Regions from separate parts of the Gossypium hirsutum genome. Here all the other regions are linked to region 4. A link is a contact called in public Hi-C data. All regions are on one chromosome and are shown on one strand. The core of a region is the stretch at or near the end of the contact, and the rest is flanking DNA. Distances in the headings are between cores, read along the strand shown. Region 1 holds the start of LOC107899643. Region 2 holds the start of LOC107899655 (NAC transcription factor 25-like). Region 3 holds the start of LOC107899658 (syntaxin-71). Region 4 holds the start of LOC107899651 (dystrophia myotonica WD repeat-containing protein).

Region 1 (3,535 bases), core at 13-2,512, 150 kb after region 4:
AGCAAAATTATATCTTCAAAGCACACAATCAAGCTTACCTGCAAAATAAAAGCAAACTCAGATCAAAATAAATGCAACACGCCCCCTCAAAAAAATAATAATTCAAACAACAATAATTAAACAGAGCTAAAAAAATCTCAATATTGGACTTCAAACAAGCAAAAGAAAAATGGCAAACATAAAGATGGAGAAAGAGCATCTTAACTTAATTTTATACAATTTCCTCACAGAAGATGAATGCAAGGTTAGAATCCAAATTTTCAATCTCAATAATCATCGTTTTCATTGTCAAATTACAAATGAATTTATCAAAAAAAAACAATTTTTGAAATAGGAATTGGCGTTCATACACAAGAGTTGTAGTACGATTGGATATAGGCCAAACGTATTTTCAATGACGCTTTCTCATTTCATGGCTACTAACTCTGCTCATCTAATCGTCCCTTTTCTTCCTATCAAAGGTTTTTTTTTAATCCTTTTCGTTCTTTTTGCTTCTTCTGTAATTGATTAATTGAAGATTCATTGTTGTTAATAAACTGAAGGATATGCGATCTCAACAAAATATAATTTAAGGAAAAAATAAATAAAATATAACTTTACAAGAAATAAAAAGAAAATGAGAGATTTTGTTGAGGCAAAAACAAATTTCAGGGCGGAGCATAAGAAAAGGGAAGCAAAAGAAACAAAAGAATGACACTGGTTATGCTTATTCAAGTTAGTTTTGTACTTCTAAATGTCCAAATTAGACCATCACTTACCATAAATAAAGAGGTTTAACTGGAAGGAAGATGACGATGGCGAATGAATGCTTGATTTTTCGTCAATTAAGAAGCTAATTTTTAGGGTCCACTTTGAGGGGAAAAGTCGAGGAAGAATGAAATGGTCTAAAGTGAAGAGTGAAAATGATGTAGTTGAGAGGCCAAAATATTTTGGTCCAAAAAGGAAAAATTGTAATTACAGGTGGTATTGAATAGCCAATTCAGAGTCCAAACCTTTGAATTACTATTACAGGCCGTACCGTAATAGAGGCTTATTCCATTCGGCCCATAATGGGCTATTACAACAAACCAAACAATTATTTATGGTGGGCCCATTAAATAGAGTTGGAATGCATGAGTTATTACATACAATCAAACATGATTTTAAGGTTTCAATAAAGAACTGAAATTTTTAAATAAAAAATAAAAAAACTTGATTTTTAGGCTAAATCTCAAATTTTATTAAATTACAATAACTAATACCATATTTTAATTTTTACAATTGTGTGTTTTCTCGCAAAATTAAGTGCAATGGGCAAGTGAAAAGGTAATACGTTGTGTCAAAAGAAAAGAGTCGTCCAAATAGACAGACATCGTAACTCCGGCATCAACAAACCAAACAACCCATTCAAAAGGATTGGAAACGTAAAATTCTGCTAACACTGAATCCATTCAATCAATAAATTAACAGTCCAACTACAAGAAAAAAGAAAATCTGGAAAAAAAAATGGTGAGAAGAGGGAGAAGGAGAATATTGGTGGGATTAGCGGTGGCTATGTTTTTAGGAGTAGCAGTGTATTTCAGGCTTTGGGCTATTCATTACTCTATCTCTTCTGATGATGCCGAGTTGCTAAGGTTATTATTATTATTATTATTATTATTTTGGGTTTTGATTAAAATTAGCTTGATTTGAATTACGGGTTTTCAATTTTCTGCTTCATTTGTAATTAAAATGATTTTTATTTTATTTTATTTTGTTAATGTCTTTGAGAGAAGGAGACAGTTTGATCTTGCAAACAAAGAGGCAATGGATGAATCTGCAGAGTGGAGGCTGAGATTTGATGAAGAGGCAGACAAGGCTTCCAAGTGTGCCAAGGAACTAGACGAGGTTTGCCGCTTGCTTGTTGCCATTTTCATTTTCTTATTTATTTTTTTGGATCGTAAGTGATTTAGGGTTTAGCATTGCTTCTCTTGGATCCTTTTTTAATAGAATTGCTTTTCTTGGTTTTTAGTCAATTTGGAAGATCGAAAATTTATTTCTATTTCATAGTTTTTTATGGGAAAAATTTAGGATCGATAGAAAACTACTGGAATAGATTTTCAATAAGACAATGTAGTTGATCTTGTAAACTAGATGGCTTAAAAAGCCCAAATTTAGAGCTAATTAAGTAGTGCAATTTAAATTCATATACGAAACTGCAGGGATTTATCTTGCCTTCATGGGTTCAGATTCCTCCTTAAAAAGCTGAAATTCTGAGCTTATTACTTTCAGTCATGAGTCAGTGACTAATATATGAGACTGGAGAATCCCTTATCTGCCTAGTATTTATAAGGATTTTTCAAGCAAATTCTTAATGACATTCTGCAGAATTCTATTTTATTAAAAAGCTATAATTTGGAGTTTGTTTCCTACACGATTCCTGCCTTTAATAGAAATTTTGTGTAATAATCATTCATACTGGTACTATTTACTTGTTACGAATAATTTCAGACTTGTTCCTGGAATAATTTGCCTGACCTGGTATATTGCCTTTTAACCCTCTTGTATTATTTATGTTGTTCTGCACGACAAATTGGTCAGTACTTCTCAGTACTTTATGTTCATAAGGACTAACTAAAAATCAGTAAGTAAATCAGACACTGAATAGGAAAAAAAGAAAATAATATGCTTTTTGAACCAACATATTGTTAGAGGTTACACCATTTCTGCTTAGCAAGTTTCTTGTAGAGGTGAGTTTCAAGTTTTACATGCATGCTGGAAGAAAGAAACCTTTTTCATTTCTATCATGTTAATCCTTTATTTGAGCTTTTCAGCTCTCATAACGGATAAATTATGTGTCCTTTTCACAGATCAAAGAGTCTATTGGAAAGAAGGGAGATTCCACTGGCTTTGAGGAAAAACTGATGCTGCTGCAAAAGGTAACTTGTATACTACTGAAAGTTGTTTCTTTCTTGTTCTTTTGTTCTTATGACCACTATCCTGTATGTTTTATTTGTCATTCTTTGTATTCTTCTTCAATGGAAATGCTAGAACTAAGCCATTCGATCATGATTTTCCTATCCGGTCGTTAACTAAAATGAAAGTGAGACAGACTTCCTTATCACTAAGGAATCATTGAAAACTTTGTGAAACTGCAATCGATATTGGTACAGTGCTTAAAAAATGGATTTGCTGCGCAAAATTAAGAATGCCTCAAATATGCCTTCAGTTATTAATATTTGCTATATTATCAGGAAAATGCTGCTTTACTCAAGCAAGTGGAAACGTTAAAAAATGAGCTTGAGGCAGAGAAACGGAGGTGTCACACATAGTAGACAAACTTACAAAACTTCGCTCATATTTGGGTTGAGCACAACTTCACCTGACTCCTGTGCTTGCAACTAATTGGTTCGGCATCTGCGGCTTCTCGAGTTATTCAAGTCTGGTGATGGAACTTTTTAAGTTGTTCTCTCCCTACGCATAATTTAGGCCTCGATTTTCATGTAATAGCCAATAGGTGTTTGATGACTAGGAATTCTCTTTCCTTGGATGGTGGGTGGAGACTGGGATTAGTTTC
Region 2 (3,209 bases), core at 300-2,799, 170 kb before region 4:
ACTATGTATGTACATTGATGCAAATTACAATCTGAAATTTTTAATAGATAAAGATAAATGAAGATCTCGAAATCACCCTAGTAATTTACGTACAAATGTATCATCTCCACCCGGGCCGTAAGTAGAAACTACTGTATATCTAACTGCACACCTTCACCTCAACAAACTATAGAAACCATTGATTATTTTATGTACACCTTTTTTTACCCCATATGTATAATCCCATGCTTTCTTTAGTCAGTTTCAGTAAAATCCGGGAGATTAAGTTGTTGATCATACTGCATCATTGAATTCCATTGATGTGGACTAGAATCACTGTTTTCCAAATGGTTTGATCTATAAAAGTTCATTTCACTGCAATCTTTCTCAGTATTCTTGAGCTTCTTACAGCTAGTTGGGACAAAACTACCTTTTTCCATGGACTCTCTTTTCAAAGGGTTAAACAGGTTTTGTAGGGACGAAAATGAAATCTGCATGTTGTTGTTGCCAGAATTGGCTTCCTGGAGGGATGTGCAAGATTTGTCACTGCTTTGGAAGCTAATGCTGGAGGTTGAGTCGAAGCAAGGAAGGTCTTGAGATGCAAAAATGAAAGGCAACATAGGGCAGTCATTGAATAGGTAGGTTTTGCCCATTTCAACGTTGTGGTTTGTGTTGGAAGGCCATGGCTCAATGGAATTGGGGACATAGAAGCTATCAGCTGGTTCATGACTGCTAATATTTCTATCTTCCCAACTGTTCCTTTGTATGCTGGCTTTTTGCCTCACTCGACAAAGCACCCAATCATCTAACTGTTAACATAAAAAAAAGAAAAGAAAATCGATTATCATCATTCATAATTCATCACATAAATTAGCTATACGGTCCACATGGTCTTAGTTGTTACCCTCATAGACCCTTTTCGTTTGGGAGTCCAAATCATGGTTTCAAGCAGCCTATACTCGTGCATGATCCACTCTGTCTTGGTCCCTTTAGGTGGACGTCCTTTGTAGAATACCAGAGCTTTCTTCACTCCAATACTCTTGGTTCCACACGACGTTAGGATCGGTCTATCCGTCCCCGTCGCCTTCCAATACCCCGAAGCTGCCGCTCTATTAGGCCTCGCCCCGTTCGGATACTTCCGGTCTCTTGGAGAGAAAAAAAACCATTCATCTTCTCCGAACGAAGCTTTAACTATATATATATAGATAGATAGATAGATAGATAGATCACAAATAAACAAACCAGATAGAACTAATCAGTACAGTTTACAAGAACCCTTTCTAATTAGTATACATATGCATATACATACTTGGAAGCTCCCATGGATTATATTTGTATAAATCAATCTCAGCTATAATAGAAGCTGGAAGAGGGTTGGAAGTCACTTTGTTTTTCAAGTAATGGACTATGAGCTCTTCATCAGAAGGGTGGAATCTAAAACCTGGAGGAAGCTGGATCTCCGATGAGTTATTACCAGCAGCTGGTATTTCCTCCATTGAAGAGCCACCCAACATTATTATTGCTATTATTCTTGGAGTTGGAGATGATGATCAAATAATGGACGAAAAATTAAAAAGAAAAAAGAAAAAAGAAAAGAAAAAGAACCCTAGGGATTAATGATCTCTCCACCGATACTATCGATTGGAAATAGTTGTAAATATAGGAAGAGTACCGTGCAAAGATTATATAGGGTGGTTCCTCTACATATATCTCCATGCAGATGTGGCCGTTGTTTAAGGCTATTAATAAAAAAAATTGGCTAAAAAAAACCTTTTTGTAAAATTTCATGGAAAGAGATTGGAAAGCTACGGATTTGTCCATATATTTGAATCCTGTTTGGAACAGAAATTCTTGGATAGGCATGTTTTGTCACAATGTGTATGCCAAACCGGTTCCAAGTACTTCACGTCATCATACCATAACTAGGCCAAATCTACAACTGATTTCAGCAGTCAGTCATGTATATATATTAGGGTTGGAACCTAAGGCCCCCTGTGCATTGGAGCCCCCCTTTGATATTGTCTGCTAATGCTAAGTGCCAACGTATTGGCTTATTTTACGAGACATGAGAATAATGAACTTACAGAGGATACTTACCTCATTAATTTCGATCATGTTTTTGTGACACTTACTTGTCTTGATTAGGGGCCACCTTTAAAATCTTACAAATTTAAGTTAATTTTATACTCTGATTGTCTAAGAATAATAAAATTATGATTATCAACTTTATAATTTGATTTTGCCCCAAGATTTTTTGCTTAACCCCATAAGCATTTGCCAATCAAGAGGCTACAGAGAAATAATAATAATAATTCCAAAAATAGAGGTGACCGAAGGAATACTAATTCCAAAAATTGAGTGTTATATATGGACAAAAGAGCATTTGTGAAATGGACTGGCAAAAAGATTTTTGCACTTATTATTGCTACATATGAAGAACAAGAGTGATTGGACCTTAATAAAAATATTTTGATGATAAGATGTTTTTTTAAAGGGAAAATTGTTGAAGAAGAACAAGAGTGTCGGTCAAGAATGACTGTCGACCATAAACAATTTATGGCTAAACCTACTTGGTATGCAATATCTTATTTTGATTGAGCTTCATCTTCATCTTTCTAATTTCATACATAATTTGTCCTGCGCTTGATCCAATTATATACTTTGGCTCTACCATCCACTTCCCTCTATACTTGTTTCTATCTCGAATGGTTTATTGAAATAATTTTATTTTTTTAATTTTAATTTAGTTTAATTTGATTTGAATTTAAGTAATTTAAATTGTGAGTAAAATATTAATGTTAACATATTTTAAAAATATTTTATAATGCAAACAATGAAAATGAGTGAATCCAACCAATTTTGAGTCCAAACATGAAAAGTTTTCAGAATTATGTATCAAAATTTAATTAAATTTGTTAGGTCTAAAATCAATAATTGCAAGTAGAAATTGAGTAGTGTCAGAAGCAGTGCTACCCACTACTTTAGGTATTGGTGAAGAACAAAGTAGAAAAACAATATACACTTGATGTGTTTCCACAGTTCAGTTTTCCTCTATCTATAAGGCCTTACATAGAGAGATAATCCACTATTTAACACCTCATACAACAAGTGATTACAAGCATTGACAACCACTAGATTAACAACCTCAATTTGGTACCTAAGATCTAGATAACTCTCCTTTAAGTTTTCCCCTAAAAATTTAGGATAAAAATCAAGTGACTCACTTTATT
Region 3 (3,701 bases), core at 390-2,889, 190 kb before region 4:
AATCAGATGCTCCATGAAAGGAAGAGTTCATCAGGAAGGGATCTAACTATTAAAGTACAGAGTTACTTAGGAGAGCTTGAAGTTGTGCGAGAAAGAAAAATTACCACCACGACTGGTAGATCCGAACACAGAGAAGAGGTACTATGGAAGTCCATACAGTTTGACGCAGCTTTCGACACCAACAACTCCAAATCAGCATCAGGAATGGTAGCCAGGGGTCAAAATGGGGAAATCGTAGTCTCTAAGTCCACTCTTCACTCCAACATTTCCTCTCTGTTTGTAGCAGAAGCATTGGCATGTTTAGAAGCAACCAGATTAGGCATTAGATTGGGCTTTAACTCAGTCACGGTAATGGGGGATTCGAAAACAATAATCAACAGGTGCAAAGTAGGGGTCAAAGATAAATCGGTTCTAAGTGCGATCATGATTGATATTCAGAACAACAAAAATCGATTCCAAAACATTGTTTTTCGATTCATACAAAGAACAGAGAATGGTAAGGCGCATGACCTGGCGAAAGAGGCACTAAGAAAAGGGGAAGGGAGTTACCTGGTGGAAGAGACGAGAGAAGATCTGGACTCAGGAGAAAGATGGCCACGAAATCCTGATTGAAAGGATTTGATGGAATGGAAATGAAACGGCAAGAGATAGCTAAAGCAGACATTTTTAATGCTATCATCTGAAAAGCCTGGTGCTTTGGAAATGAAAAGATGAAAAATAATGGAGGCCAGGCTGGTTGAGTTGACTGGGAAATGACGTTTTGATTTATGTTTTTTTAGGCTTTATTTTCTGTTTTTACTTATTTGGGCTTGTAGCCTACGTTTTATTTTTGTTTATTTTTTTTATCCAGCCCAGCACTGCTGGGATTTTGTTCTTGAACTTTTATATTTCAAGCTTTTAATAATAGCCCAGTCGATTATTTAAAAAAAAAATTCATATACTATTTTTAACTGTAAAAATAAATAAAACTTTAATAAAAAAATCAAGCATAATATAATCTGACCTCTCAAGATATTTTTACCCTTTGATTTCACCTTAAATTTACATAATATCAAGATTTTTTTTTAAAAAAATTACTCTGTCGTGAAAAATGAAAAACGGGTTGACCCGCTCGGCCCGAAATATGAGAGGGTTCAGGTAAAAATATAGGCTCGAAATATGGGCTTGGGCAAAAAAACGAGGCCCGTTTAGAAAACGGGCCGGGTCTCGGGCACCACTTTTTTGGCTTGGGCCAGACCCGAATATAAAAAATATTTTTATTTTTTTAATTTTAAAATATTTTAAAAATACTTTTTTATTTTTTAATTTTAAAATATTTTTAAAATACTTTTTATTTTTATTTTTAAATTTTAAAATATTTTTAAAATACTTTTTTATTTTTAAAGTGTTTTTAAAATACTTTTTAAATTTTTTTTATTTTTAAAATAAAATTTTGGTGTTTATTAAAAAAATGGGTCGGGCCAGGCCGGACTCCGGGCTTATGAATGTTTTCCCGGACCAGGTCTAGACAAAATTTCAGGCCCATAATTCGGGCCGGCCCGGGCCTAAAACCCGGGCTGAAATTTTTTCTGGGCCGGACCCAAACCCGGCCCGGCCCGGCCATGAGCAGCTCTAGTTTACTCCTAATGTTTAATTATTGATACTGTTTATTCTTTGAATCTGGAGTTAGTTCGGTGAACGACGTTTACAGGGGAAACAAACAGAAACGAAGAAATTCCAACTCTTTATTCTCTCAATTTTTTCCCACATCCAAACAGCTACATTGATTGAATTTGAAACTCAAAAGAAAAACAAAATGAGTGTAATCGATATATTGACAAGAGTAGATGTGATCTGCAAGAGGTACGATAAATACGACGTCGAAAAGCAGCGTGACCAAAATGTCTCCGGCGGTGATGCTTTTGCTCGCGCTTACGCCGCAGTCGAAGCCGACATTGAATCCGCTCTTGAGGTAGCTCCGATCTAATCTAATTCTTTCATCTTCTCTTGGTTGAGATTGTTAGGTTTAAGCTTGCTATTTGAGATTTAGAGTGTCAGTCTTCCTCTGCTTAATTGATAGTTGTTCAGTAATAATTAGGGTTTTATTGCCTTCGATTTGAGTTATTTTTTTTGATTTAGAAAGTGGAACTTGCTTCCAAGGAGAAAAGTAAGGCATCTGCTGTTGCAGTCAATGCTGAGATTCGTCGAACCAAGGCTCGATTGCTTGAGGAGGTCCCTACGCTGCAGAGATTGGCTGTTAAGAAGGTTAACTTTTTTCCTTCTCTTTTACAATTTCCCAAATTGTTTAACAATTTATTGTAAATGTGAGCTCGTTTAACTATTCATACATTCATAATGTTGTTCAAGCTAACAGATTGACCTTTTTTTTTACTATAATGTATTTTGTTTTTACATATTTAGAGGTATTTGGAATATGCTATTTTGGACTTGGACAATTGACTAGTTTGGACTTCCATTGTGATAGAGTTTGGATTCATTTACAGGTTAAAGGGATTTCAACTGAAGAGATGGCTACTCGTAATGATCTGGTCCTTGCATTGCCGGACAGGATTCAAGCTATACCTGATGGAACTGCTGCTACTAAACAAACTGGGGGCTGGATGTCTTCAGCATCTTCAGCTTCTCGTACTGCAATTAAGTTTGATTCAGGTGATCCTTAACTCCATTGAAATTTCTTGTTAAATTTATTGAGATTGTATGGATGGAGACTTCATGTTTAGCTGTTTCCTGACCTGTTAAACTTGCCAGTGTCTAGATTTAAATCTTTATTTCTACCATTTTGACTAAAAATGCACACCGTTTGTGTTATCATCATTTTTTCCATTTGCTTTCTGTTGTTGGGTAGGGTGGAATGGTTTGTTTTTATTTGGTAGAACCTTCCATAATGATTGAAGAACATTGCTTTGTCTTTCAATTAGCTGATGCAAACATGAGAGGGAAAATTGGGAAAAAAATGGATCAAAAACAAGATTTGATTCAAAGATAAGAGAGAAAAATTTGGAAATAAAGATGGAGAAATAGAAATAAGAGTAGGAACCCAACTAAAAGGTGGCGAGAGTGAGCATTTGAGTGCTTTCTCTAATATATTAAAAACCATTGTAATTCATATTTTATAGCTTCAAAAATAATAAAGCAAGGAGGTTGCTTAGCTTATGCTCATATCTGCAAGACTGTTGTTCATTCTTTGTTACCATCAGACTGCTTGCAGCAAGAAATTCTCAATCTTATAGTTTATAATGCATGGCTTATCAGTAATTCCTTTATGATCTGTGGAACTTTTATGTCTGGAAGATCTTATTTTTTCCGTTGTACTTACATAATCATATTGGTCATAGATGAGCGATTTGACAACGAATACTTTCAAGAATCTGAGCAGTCAAGTCAGTTCAGGCAGGAGTATGAAATGAGGAAAATGAAGCAGGCATGTCAAACTTGTTTGGGAGCTATTCTTTATGAACATTTTCCTCTATTGGAAGGAATCTTGATTGACTTTTACCTGTATACACCACATTTCTTTAGCTATGATTTACCTTTTATTGCTTTTGACATCCATGCAGGACCAAGGTTTGGATATGATTTCAGAAGGTTTGGATACTTTAAAGAACATGGCTCATGATATGAATGAGGTAAAGCTGACCTGAGCGTCATTTATAATTACAAATATTTGTTATGAAGTATTTTTTTCGAGTAATTGTAACATT
Region 4 (3,453 bases), core at 731-3,230:
GGTATTGTTGGAAAAATTGTAATTTTTGGAAACTTTGAGGCATATTCTCGATTGGTAAAGGTGGGAAGTTGAATCATAAAATTATGGTTTTATATTCTACTTTATGAGACCTTTACAACGGTATATCATATGCTCAAAATGATTAAGTGATGAATAAGAAATTGATGCTTAAAGTAAGCTACTTGTGAATATTTGTTAAGGAAAAGAAAAGCTTAGATCCCACATTGGTTAAATATCAAATGTAAGATGTATTTATATATGAGAACCCACTTGAAAAGTGATTGAATGACTAAGTTTAAAATCATGCCCCGCGCATAAGGGGGTGCATATCCAAACCCATTAAGGTTGAGGCGCACCCACATGATGTAGGCGATGCGAAATGTCTGGACCGGTTAGGCCCAAAATAGGCCTGCAGATATTTTAGCCCAACATGAAATTTATTTTTCTCAGCAAATATATATACAAAATCTTATTTAAAAAGACATATCTTGATTTATTTGATTCAAATCAATTTGATTTGAATTTAATCAAATTAATTTAATTTCTCCTTTAATGCAAATTTTGTATATTTATTTATGGATATTTCCAAAATTCCTCCATATTGAATGCTTATAAAAGGCCTAAGAATTATTCTGAATTTTTTACACTTACAGACTCTCAAAAACTGAGTTTATTTTTGCTCTCGAAAATTCTTCACTTTTTCTCTCAATATTTTCCAACATTCCTGTGATAAAGGAGGTAAGGCTTGTTCGTGATCACTGTAGAGGTGTTACTACTTCGATCATCGTGTTGTTGTATCCTGGACACAGTCAACCAACGTTTCTCCAAGTACCGTAAAAGCGGCCGAATCTATCTTAAGGGAACTGTGTAAAACAGGCATCAACATCTAGTAAAATTTGATTTCTAGTTTTTATAATATTATTTATTGATTTTTCATATCGGATATTTTAAATATAAATTATTTATTTTATTTTATTTTATATAAATAGTTGTTTATTTATGTTTATTTTTGTTCGCTAACGTGTTTTGTCCAACAATCTAAAAACCCCACTGGTAGTATACAAAATAATTTCCCTTTCAATAAATATTGGTAATTCTTAAGATAAAATGAAACAAAAATGATAATGAAGATGTTAAAATGAGATAAAATTTAATCATGAGGCATGTAGTGGTTACTCATCTCATCCCTTAACCATGACCATGAGGTTGGAGGTTTGATCCTTGAGAATGGAATGGAGCACAATTTATGGTCAGTCATTTCCCTTTTTGGAAAGCACGTGCAATAAATGGATTAGTCACTGTTACCAGCGGTGGACACCTTGGTTCCAAAAAAAAACATAATGATTTATTTGGCCCTCCAACTTTACAAAAAAATCATTTTAACCCTCCATTTAATTTTTCACCTTTTTAGTTCTTAAACTTACATTTTTCATCAAATCACCCCAAAATGAATGAAAAAGTTAACTTTTTTATAACTTTGTTTACAATGCATGCACGCGGATGATACGTTAGTGTTTAATTAAATTTTTTAAAATTTTAAAATTCAAAAAAATTATAAAAAATATTTTTAAAAATTTTAAAATATTTTTATAAGTTTAAAAACTTATAAAAATATTTTTTAAATTTTAAAAAATTAATTAAATGATGATGTCATCTATATAGAGATCCACGTGTATGCCACTTCAACAAAGTTAATAGACATTAACTTTTCCATCCTTTTTGGGCTGATTTGAAAAAAAATACGAAATAGGTAAAAAATTCAATGGAGGACTAAAATAAATTTTTTGTAAAGTTGAAGAACCAAAAAGGTCATTATGCCAAAAAGAACATAATGCAAAATTAAAGAAAAGAAGAGATTTTTTAAAATACAAAATAGAAAAGAACATAATTCGGGCCAAATGGTAAGTAGAGAAAAAAGCCCAAAGTTAAGAAAATGGAGGTGAAAATCTGAGCATGTCAAACTCGATACAAAATAAATTATAATAAAGAAAACCTGGAAATCTTTCCCATTTTCATCATCAATCCCTCTCTCAGTTTATAACTACAAAGACCGAATAAGATCACTCTCTTGAATCCTCCACCGTCTATTCCATTGACTTCCCTTAAACTTCCCGAAAAGTCTAACCTCTTCTCAGAACTCCCACCCATACAGGGCCCTTCTCCTCCTTTGATCCCCCATCCCCCATTTCAACAACAGAAAATTACCCATAAAAGACTCATTTTCTTTTTGGGTTTTCTTTTGGTCTTAGGATTTAGGAAATAAGAAATTTTCAAAATTGAGAAGAAGTAGAAGAAGCCCTAGTGTGTCATGATCAGATGCTATCGGGTGTAAGATAAGCGACACCATGATCAACACGGCCAACGGTACGATTTCGACCTCTTCGTCCTCGGCAAACGCTCAATCGCCGGGTTTGAAGACTTATTTTAAAACCCCAGAAGGTCGATATAAGCTTCACTATGAAAAGACTCACCCTTCTAGCCTTCTTCACTATGCTCATGGCAAAACTGTTACTCAGGTAACTTCAAATTCCTAGGGTTTCATTTTTTTCTTAAATTATTGAAAAGAAGACTATCTTTTGTGTTACTTATTTGGGTTTTGATCAAGACCAATCATCCGATTTCACTTTAAATTGCTCTCTTTTCTTTTTCTTTATTTCTTTTTATTTTAGTGTGGGTTTTCCTTTTTGTGTTTTTGATACACTAATGTTATAATTAGATAATGAGAACATTTCCAATTTATTAGTGAAAAGAGGGTTTTTTACATGTACCCATCTGTTAGAAGCACTTGAAGAACATATTTTATTAGATCATTTTGTACCATCGGTGTTTAAGCATTATTGATTACAAGTTCAAGCTTGAAAGAGTTTGAATCAATGCCCTTAGTTATAAAGTCAAATTTTGATCGTTTTGCTTATGTATTATTCGTTTGTTGAGATTGTATTGATTAAGTCCGGCTGTCAGGTTACCCTAGCACATTTGAAGGAGAAGCCAGCTCCATCAACTCCGACGTCTTCATCGTCCAGCTACAGTGCCAGCAGTGGGGTCAGATCAGCAGCAGCAAGGTGGCTAGGTGCTGGGAACGGGAGCCGCACGCTTGGATTTGCTGGGGGGAATGGTGGGAGTAAAAGTATTAGTAGTACTAGTAGGATTGGGTCATTGGGTGCTTCAAGTTCTAGTAATTCAATCACTAATATGAATTTTGATGGGAAAGGGACTTATTTAATCTTTAACGTTGGTGATGCTATCTTTATAAGTGATTTGAATTCTCAGGACAAGGTAATTTAGCATTTTTTTTTGTTACGGTTTTTGATGAAAGAGAAGGCATCTGTGGTGGTATTTTGAGAATCTTGGTGTTTAATGTAGGATCCAATAAAGTCTATCAATTTCAGTAATTCGAACCCTATCTGCCACGCATTTGATCAAAATGCCAAAGATGGCCATGATTTGCTTATT

The links. A called contact is a pair of places that touch in the nucleus more often than the background predicts.
Region 1: a contact with region 4 is called in a Hi-C map of leaf, with 2.6 times the contacts expected there. The contact joins the promoter of LOC107899643 here to the promoter of LOC107899651 in region 4. A contact is called at or near these places in 9 of 34 Hi-C or Micro-C datasets (anther, callus, hypocotyl and 2 more).
Region 2: a contact with region 4 is called in a Hi-C map of hypocotyl, with 3 times the contacts expected there. The contact joins the promoter of LOC107899655 here to the promoter of LOC107899651 in region 4. A contact is called at or near these places in 12 of 34 Hi-C or Micro-C datasets (callus, cotyledon, fibers and 4 more).
Region 3: a Hi-C map of leaf shows a contact between it and region 4, with 3 times the contacts expected there. The contact joins the promoter of LOC107899658 here to the promoter of LOC107899651 in region 4. A contact is called at or near these places in 7 of 34 Hi-C or Micro-C datasets (callus, leaf, petal and 1 more).

What each region holds. Positions count from the first base shown.
Region 1 is chrD04:42,511,319-42,514,853 of Gossypium_hirsutum_v2.1, reverse strand. LOC107899643 reads left to right here and starts at 1,262. Exons shown (of 4, transcript XM_016825409.2): 1 at 1,262-1,613; 2 at 1,755-1,866; 3 at 2,829-2,897; 4 at 3,213-3,535. The coding sequence starts at 1,486. The coding sequence ends at 3,290.
Region 2 is chrD04:42,831,049-42,834,257 of Gossypium_hirsutum_v2.1, reverse strand. LOC107899655 (NAC transcription factor 25-like) reads right to left here and starts at 1,549. Exons shown (of 3, transcript NM_001326881.1): 1 at 1,289-1,549; 2 at 884-1,164; 3 at 158-788. The coding sequence starts at 1,493. The coding sequence ends at 234.
Region 3 is chrD04:42,850,295-42,853,995 of Gossypium_hirsutum_v2.1, reverse strand. It overlaps LOC107899658 (syntaxin-71), which reads left to right and starts at 1,639. Exons shown (of 9, transcript XM_016825430.2): 1 at 1,639-1,951; 2 at 2,119-2,244; 3 at 2,484-2,649; 4 at 3,336-3,421; 5 at 3,558-3,626. The coding sequence starts at 1,796. LOC107899659 (a long non-coding RNA gene) reads right to left here and starts at 742. Exons shown (of 3, transcript XR_001684774.2): 1 at 550-742; 2 at 1-273.
Region 4 is chrD04:42,659,228-42,662,680 of Gossypium_hirsutum_v2.1, reverse strand. It overlaps LOC107899651 (dystrophia myotonica WD repeat-containing protein), which reads left to right and starts at 1,980. Exons shown (of 11, transcript XM_016825417.2): 1 at 1,980-2,516; 2 at 2,962-3,276; 3 at 3,364-3,453. The coding sequence starts at 2,346.